Regions from separate parts of the Rattus norvegicus genome. Here region 2 is linked to region 1. A link is a contact called in public Hi-C data. All regions are on one chromosome and are shown on one strand. The core of a region is the stretch at or near the end of the contact, and the rest is flanking DNA. Distances in the headings are between cores, read along the strand shown. Region 1 has its middle 15 kb from the start of Dmp1. Region 2 overlaps Hsd17b11 (hydroxysteroid (17-beta) dehydrogenase 11).

Region 1 (3,497 bases), core at 345-2,844:
GTCACAATGACACCATGTCACCTGACACCGTGAAACCATGACACCATGTCACCATGTCACCATGTAACCATGTCCATGTCACCATGACACCATGACACCATGATACTATGCCATCAAATCACTGAAACACGTATCATCATGGCACCATTGGCACTATGACAACATGTCCTCGTGACAGCATGTTACCATGACACCATGATACCATGTCACCATGACACCATACACCATATCACTGCCACACCATGTCACCATGTCATAATGACATCACACACTGTGACTTCTGTCTAGGTCCCAATGTGCATTAGACGCATTCTTGGGTCTATGCTCCCCACCTCACATCTGGAAACTGCCTGCCTCTAAGCACGTGCTCAATAGATCCATTTTAAGTGACGGGATCTTGTCCCACTGATAACACTGGTCCAAGTTAGGCGAGGCAAAATCTTTCCCTAGACTTAACCAAAAAAAAAATCATCGGGGTTGGGGATTTAGCTCAGTGGTAGAGCGCTTGCCTAGGAAGCGCAAGGCCCTGGGTTCGGTCCCCAGCTCCGAAAAAAAGAACCAAAAAAAAAAATCATCTGTGGTGGTGGAAATGGGTCTGGGTGTGGGTAGCCAGGCTTTTCTCCATACGTGTCAACAAACGTAGAAAACACCTGTGGCTGAGGAAGAGGAAGAGGAAGAGGAGAAGAGGAAGAGGAAAAGACGAGAGCAGAAGACCGAGCGTCAGTGTCATCTCCTCCTTGGGCCTCTTGAATTTCATTCATGTTTCCTTACGATAATTTCCGTTTGTAACTCTTCCCATCATTTAAATAGTCCAGACTAACAACACCTCATGGGAACCGTCTAATTGTGCTTCTTGCTTCCTGTTTCTATGTCGTGCGCCTCGGCGAGGGAAGCAAAACTTTATCTCTGCTTGGGATTTTCAGCCAGCCCTGAGAACCTTGCAGGGGAGGGAAGACCCGAGGTATGGAGTTGGACACAAATCCTGAATTGCACAGAGAAGAAAGTTCAAGGAGACAGAACAAGGCAAGGGAGCCAGAGTTACCCAGGTAGAGAAGTGACAATAAAAATATCAGTGACGTTTCCTCCTATTTCCCTCGGCCCCTACACGCACCCCTCGATGAAAAACACTATCCTTTCCTTCTGGCAAGGGCATCTTTTCCATGTGAACTTTATCTTCTGCTCTCAAGAGACAGTTGAGAACAGAGTGACCGTAATCCCCAGACAGTCAGTGCGGCAGCATCCGATTGGCAAATGTAGGGCCGGTGTGTTCTAACCCCTCATCTACTCACAGGCAGGTAAAGGACTCAGAGGATGAAAACACTTGACCTTCGCTTTAAGGGGTGGAAGCTTTTTCAACAATAAAGCGGGCACTTGAAAAGCTGAGGTAATGTGGGGTGTTTGTTTGTTTAACTTGTCTTTTATTGATTTTTGTTTCGTACAGTAGAAGAGGCAGAAAGGTTGTGAGAGTCAGAGGTAAATGGTGTCTTCCTGAAACATCAGAAACTGTGATCAGCATGCACAGGTCCTCTATCGGGCTGTTTTAACATTAAAAAGGAAAGGTTGGTGGGAGATAAAGGACCAGGACCTTCCGGTGTAAGAACCTCCAGTGCTCTGGATCTTGTGATCCTGGCGGAGGGAGGGACGCGGAATGCGGAGGCATTGAGAGCCTATAACGGAAGGCAATGCTGCCATCTTCTGGAAAGTGTAGAAATTACACCACTGGACCATTTTTTCATTCAAATGTTAGTTTCGGGATTTGAAGATTTATGAAAGAACCCTATTTTTTTTTAAAAGAAATATAGATTTGGGTATGGCTGTGTACATAGGTAATCCCACTACTTGGGATTCTGAGAATGGTCAAGAGCTGGAGGCCATCCTGAGCTGCACAGTGAACTTGAAGCAAGCCTGGGAGAGGGAGGGAGGGAGGGAGGTTGGTTCCAATTGTGTGTAATGATAACGTTCATCTTTTAAATCATAATGATATTGTCAAATTGCAACTCTACACTGGAAAGGCTGCAATCTTGGAACTGTTGTCGTCTTTGAGTGGGTTGCGTTTTTTATCTCACATGGTACCAGCACTGAGTCAAGCAACCTAGCGTAGTAAAACCCGCATTGCGCGGAATAGACAGATCCTGTGGGATTGCTTCTCCACCCAGACGGGCTGGAAAAATCACTGTAAGGTATCCTGACAGACTTTGGTCCAGGGATGCTCCTCTTGCTTGTTAATTCAGAGCCGTGCCTCTAAGGATGGCTAAGAGCAAAACGATCTTAGCACAAAGATGTTTGCAGCTTCACCACTAACATTGTTTAGGAAAAAGGAGAAAGATGCAAAGATAACTTGGGTGATTTGTGGGCATGTGGAAACTATAAAACACCAGAAGACATGTATATGGATAAAAACATAAAAACGGCTCTGGCTGCGACTGTGGAAAATGCCCATGTTTTCAGAGCATGGCCAAGAGGCCAAACTGAGTCTGCTGACATCGGGAACCTTCTGCACCACAGTGAGTGCGCCATTTCCCTCCGCGGCTCTCTGATTATTCCCATGTTTGAAATGCAAAGTAAGCACGCTCAATTCCCAGAGGGAAACTCTCTTACCTGTTCGCACACACGGTTTCTAGAAAATGGTGGAAATAGTTTTTCGGTTTATTCCCCTTCAAAAGACAAATTATCAACCCAAATGGAATCCCGTTTTGGGGGGGCGGAGGGGGGGGACAAAGCATCTCTTTTGTGCCTCCCTCTGCCCTCACAACTCTTTTCGTTCTCTGTAGTTCTAGAGCTTTCTCATCCTTCCAGGTCATTTGTCTCCTTCAAGCCTTCCCCTTGATAAGGCTGGGGTCAGAGATTCACAGCCCTTCTGCCTTACATGGATAGAGATAGGAAAATAGTCCTTTGAGAACCAGAGTGACCTTCTGAGGAAAAACTGTATGCCCTTACTTGTACTATTATTGCCTTTTGAAAGCACAGAAAATACAAGCCTGCTTAGTACGGAGGCAAAGCGCAGCCCACAGCAGGAAAGGCACGAGGGTGCAATGATAAAAGGATAGCAAGAATTGTTCAGCTTCTCCTGTGCTCCCCTGGCCTCCTTCCCCACGGGAACTAACTTCCAGCAGGTCTCCAGGCCAGACTGGTTTACTCAAGAGAGAGGCCTCAGAGCAGTTGCTCCAAGTATATTCAGTTGCTTAAAATAATAGTTCTGATCTGTATTAAAAAGGGGAGCGAGCCGAGCTTCCTGATCATGCGTGCTCCAGTCTGAAGATGATTCTCTGAAAGTGAGGTGTTCAGTCTCTTGAGCCGCGGTACAAAGGCAGAGGGAGACCTTTTATTATTTAAATCGTGGCTTATCCTGACAAGGAAGCCAATGCAGAGAGAAAAACTGCAGAGAGAACTCGGGCAGCAGCTACTGCAACTAACGCTCAGATGGGCGGTTTTTCAAGACGCAAAACATCCTTGCATTTTCTTCTAATGACTGGTTGCGTCTTAATTGTTACCATCTG
Region 2 (3,497 bases), core at 553-3,052, 220 kb after region 1:
TTCTTTTTTTCGGAGCTGGGGACCGAACCCAGGGCCTTGCGCTTCCTAGATAAGCGCTCTACCACTGAGCTAAATCCCCAGCCCCTAATTCATATCTTAACAACGTTTTTCCCCCTAAATCTGCTACTAGGGAAATAGAAAAGCCAAATTATTACTACTTAAAACACAGATTTTTTTCCAACTGTTTATTACATAGCAAAAGGCTTACTTTTTCTCAACCTGGAGACAAAAGAGGAAAGTACCCTGCCAGTACTCAGGGGCCAGGGACCTGACTGAGTGTGAGGAGGACTTTCCTAACATGCATGAACCCTGACCCCCGGCACCACATAAAACCAGGCATAGAGACACATGGCTGTGAGCCCAGCACAGAGACTTCAAGGAAAAAGATGGGTATACTATCTTTATGACTGGGACCACATCCAATTCTTCCCTAGGACCTTACGCTAATATACCGTAGTCTACCCCTAAAGCCCATCTTGGAAGAAGTGACATGGACCTAAATTGATCTTTGATGTAATTGTGCCTCCTTGTGGACAGAGAGAGTATTACACCAGGAAAGTCCTCCAAATTGCACTGAGCTTAAATTTGCTTGCAATAAACTACTTGGGGTCAGACTGCGAGTTTGAACCAACACTGGCTAACTAAGTGGTATTGAACCGAATTTCCCTCTTTGCCTTACGCTGATCAATATTCTGCCGGTCCTGGTGGTCACAGGGACCCCCATAGAGACCCTGGTGTTTCAAGAACAAGCTGTTTTCATTAAAAGTCTTCTGGAAACGATTTATCTCCCTTTGCCCCATTAGTGTTATAAACAATGCAGCCTAGTCTAAATTTTTAGACTCGGTGTAATTGATAACGCTTAGGTTTTCCATAGCCAACTCTTGAAACATTTCGCTTTTACGCAAATATAGCTTTAATTTTACTTTTGATACTTGGAAGTTGTGTGCGTGTGTGCGCGTGCATGTGTGCGTGTGCACGCGTGCATGCATGTGTGCGTGTGTGTGCACACATGTGCATGTGTGCGTGTGTGCGAGTGCATGTGTTGCCCACGTGCATGTGCATGCGTGCATGTGCGTGCGTGCGTGTGTGTGTGTGTGTGTGTGTGTGTGTGTCATACTATTTTACCTCACCTGGTGCATAGGTAGATGGATGCTATGCTCCAAGGATTTTGCAGCAGAGCTGTACAAAGTGCTAAGAGCGAGTGCCCATTTCACCATGGTCACATTCCAGGAGTATCGGTGCTCATCCGTACTCACCAAATGATGCCCCGTGGGTCACTGAAACCTGCCATGGGAGGGAGCATTAGCACCATGGAAACCATAAAGTTCTGCAAAACTGGAAAGTCTGTCCTTGGGAGAGCCACTACACGCTGCCTTGTGCCCATAGGCTAAGAAACAGCAAAAGTGAAAACTCAAGTTTTGGTCATAACAGTTGAATTTGTGCTCCCAGCCATTGATCGAGCTGCTTGAGTGATAAGCCAATCAAACCCAATCCTTTGGCCTGGGAATCCTTCTCAGTCGTCCTCTTTGTCCATAATACCCTCCTTCCTGACCCCGAATGATTGGCTCATAGTACTGATGTATACTTTGTACAAAAACCATTGTGAGCATTTTAAAAATTCGACTGCATTTCCTATCGACGTGAGGATTTTGGGAGGCTGAACTTTTTCTGAAAGTCCTTTCTTTCAGCCTTTCAAACCACAAGGCTCGAGAATCACTGCACTTCATTCAGAGTTGTCTGATCTTAGGGACATCAAGGAGTGCTCAGTCAGTCACTACAGCACCCCCTGGTGGCGGGTAGCAGCCTAGTGTGTGCACTTCCTGGGGTGGGTGCCGGGTCACAGTGTGCTCTACCAAGCTATGGTGTCGTATGTAATTGTTTCAGAGTCCCACGGTGTTCACAGTGTTCTAACACATGCTTATATATGCTAAGAATGAAGAATTACGTAGTGTATGGCTAGACTAAAATCTCCTTTCTGTGTCCTATTATTGTGCTCACTTTTAAGTAGAATGCTACATTCTTCTCAGTTTTATTTCACAGTGAAATAATTGTTCTTTCCGAATGAACTATTCGTAACTCCTTCCATTATTCTCATTTCTTTGCACCGATCCCATGTCAATTCCATCTTCACTCGTTGGGGGTATGAGCATACTTAGTGAGTCTGTGGTTATACAGCCCTTTATAAAACCGAAGACCAGCTCTCACACAGCCTCTCCTAGGTGGACTCACTACCGTGCCTACATTGTTAAAAGCCGCGTTGAGAGGCCCCTTGCTTGTCGTGTTGCCTCACAGGGAAGATGGGCACAGATCAGAGAAGGCGGCTGGAAGGGAAATCAAGAGCCATTGAGAAACAGAGCTTCTGTATGGACATTGAGGACCTGGAGCCAGGCACACAGGCCACATGCCCATCCCCCTGACACGCTAGACATCGTCCAGTAAAGCTACTTAATATACGATCGCATGTCAAAATTCTACTAATCCCCAAGACGCCTGAAGTTTTAAAAGTGAACTTGTCAGCTCTGTTTTAACTAGCCATCTCCTAACCGTCAGCTTCAGGATTCTGTTCTCTCTGGCATTAGGTCCTTGTAAAGCTTCAGCGAGAGCACCTTTGTGGAGGGCTTAATGTGCGTGTGGTGCATAACATGCATTAAATAGGGTGGCTGGTGTTAGTGGGACCGTGTGCCTTACTGAGAGCCTGGGTTGGGGTCAGCTGCCTTGATGAGTTAAGGCTCAAGCCGCACAGTAATCCTGTGTGTTCAACACGGAGGTCCCGCTTCAGCGAGATACCTGGCGTCTAAAGCCTGTGTCTGTTTCAGTTTAGGGCCCACCCTGGAACCTGAGGAGGTGGTAGAGCATCTCATGCACGGGATCCTCACTAACCAGAAGATGATCTTCGTCCCGGGCTCTATAGCGCTTTTGACAGTATTGGAAAGGTAACGGTGGGTTCGTCTGCACCGGGAGTCAACATGCTCGTATTAGACTTGACCTCAGTTCATAACGTGTGGTTGTATGGAGCAAGCCAGCGAAAAATAATAGGCCGAGAGTCTATCAGATTTTAAAACTGAAGGTACCGATCATTAAGGACCATTAGAATAGCCACTGGAACATACCCACGAGTTTTTAAGGTTTGTTGGTTTTGTTTCCAAAGAAATTTATGTGCCTTATCCGTGAACAAGAATGTCTTTAAAGTATTTTGATAGTAGAATCATGGTAAGATTTGGGAGGAGACCAAGGTTATCGTCGTAGATTTTAATACAGGACATTTGAATCCTGACTCAGAAATTTGTATTTTAACAGGTAACTACTACCAACATCTGTTCCAAAACAATCGTATTTTAAGAATCATGGAACTAAAAATTAATTAAAAAATAAAACTTGAGAGATTTAAGTTATAACAAGCATTTTATCACCTTCTGCTCAAAAGCCCTAGGGTTTAGGTAAAAAAAGCTCAAGGGAAGGGCTAGAGAAATGGCTCAGTGGTTAAGAGTACTGACTGC

What was found. Hi-C and Micro-C count contacts between places; a contact is called where the count stands out from the background.
Region 2: a Hi-C map of Schwann cells shows a contact between it and region 1, with 11 times the contacts expected there. The contact joins two enhancer-like sites. A contact is called at or near these places in 4 of 12 Hi-C or Micro-C datasets (the A7r5 cell line, the Rat2 cell line, Schwann cells and 1 more).

What each region holds. Positions count from the first base shown.
Region 1 is chr14:5,823,722-5,827,218 of GRCr8, forward strand. No RefSeq gene overlaps it. Among named protein-coding and RNA genes, the nearest start is that of Dmp1, 15 kb to the right of the region's middle. Within about 2 kb of position 1,595, at least 12 of the 93 cell types and tissues checked have an H3K27ac peak or open chromatin away from gene starts, as enhancers often do. A contact at or near this core is called in Schwann cells, where this site is marked.
Region 2 is chr14:6,042,494-6,045,990 of GRCr8, forward strand. Hsd17b11 (hydroxysteroid (17-beta) dehydrogenase 11) reads left to right here. Exons shown (of 7, transcript NM_001004209.1): 6 at 2,817-2,933. Among named protein-coding and RNA genes, the nearest start is that of Hsd17b13, 13 kb to the right of the region's middle. Within about 2 kb of position 1,803, at least 1 of the 93 cell types and tissues checked has an H3K27ac peak or open chromatin away from gene starts, as enhancers often do. A contact at or near this core is called in Schwann cells, where this site is marked.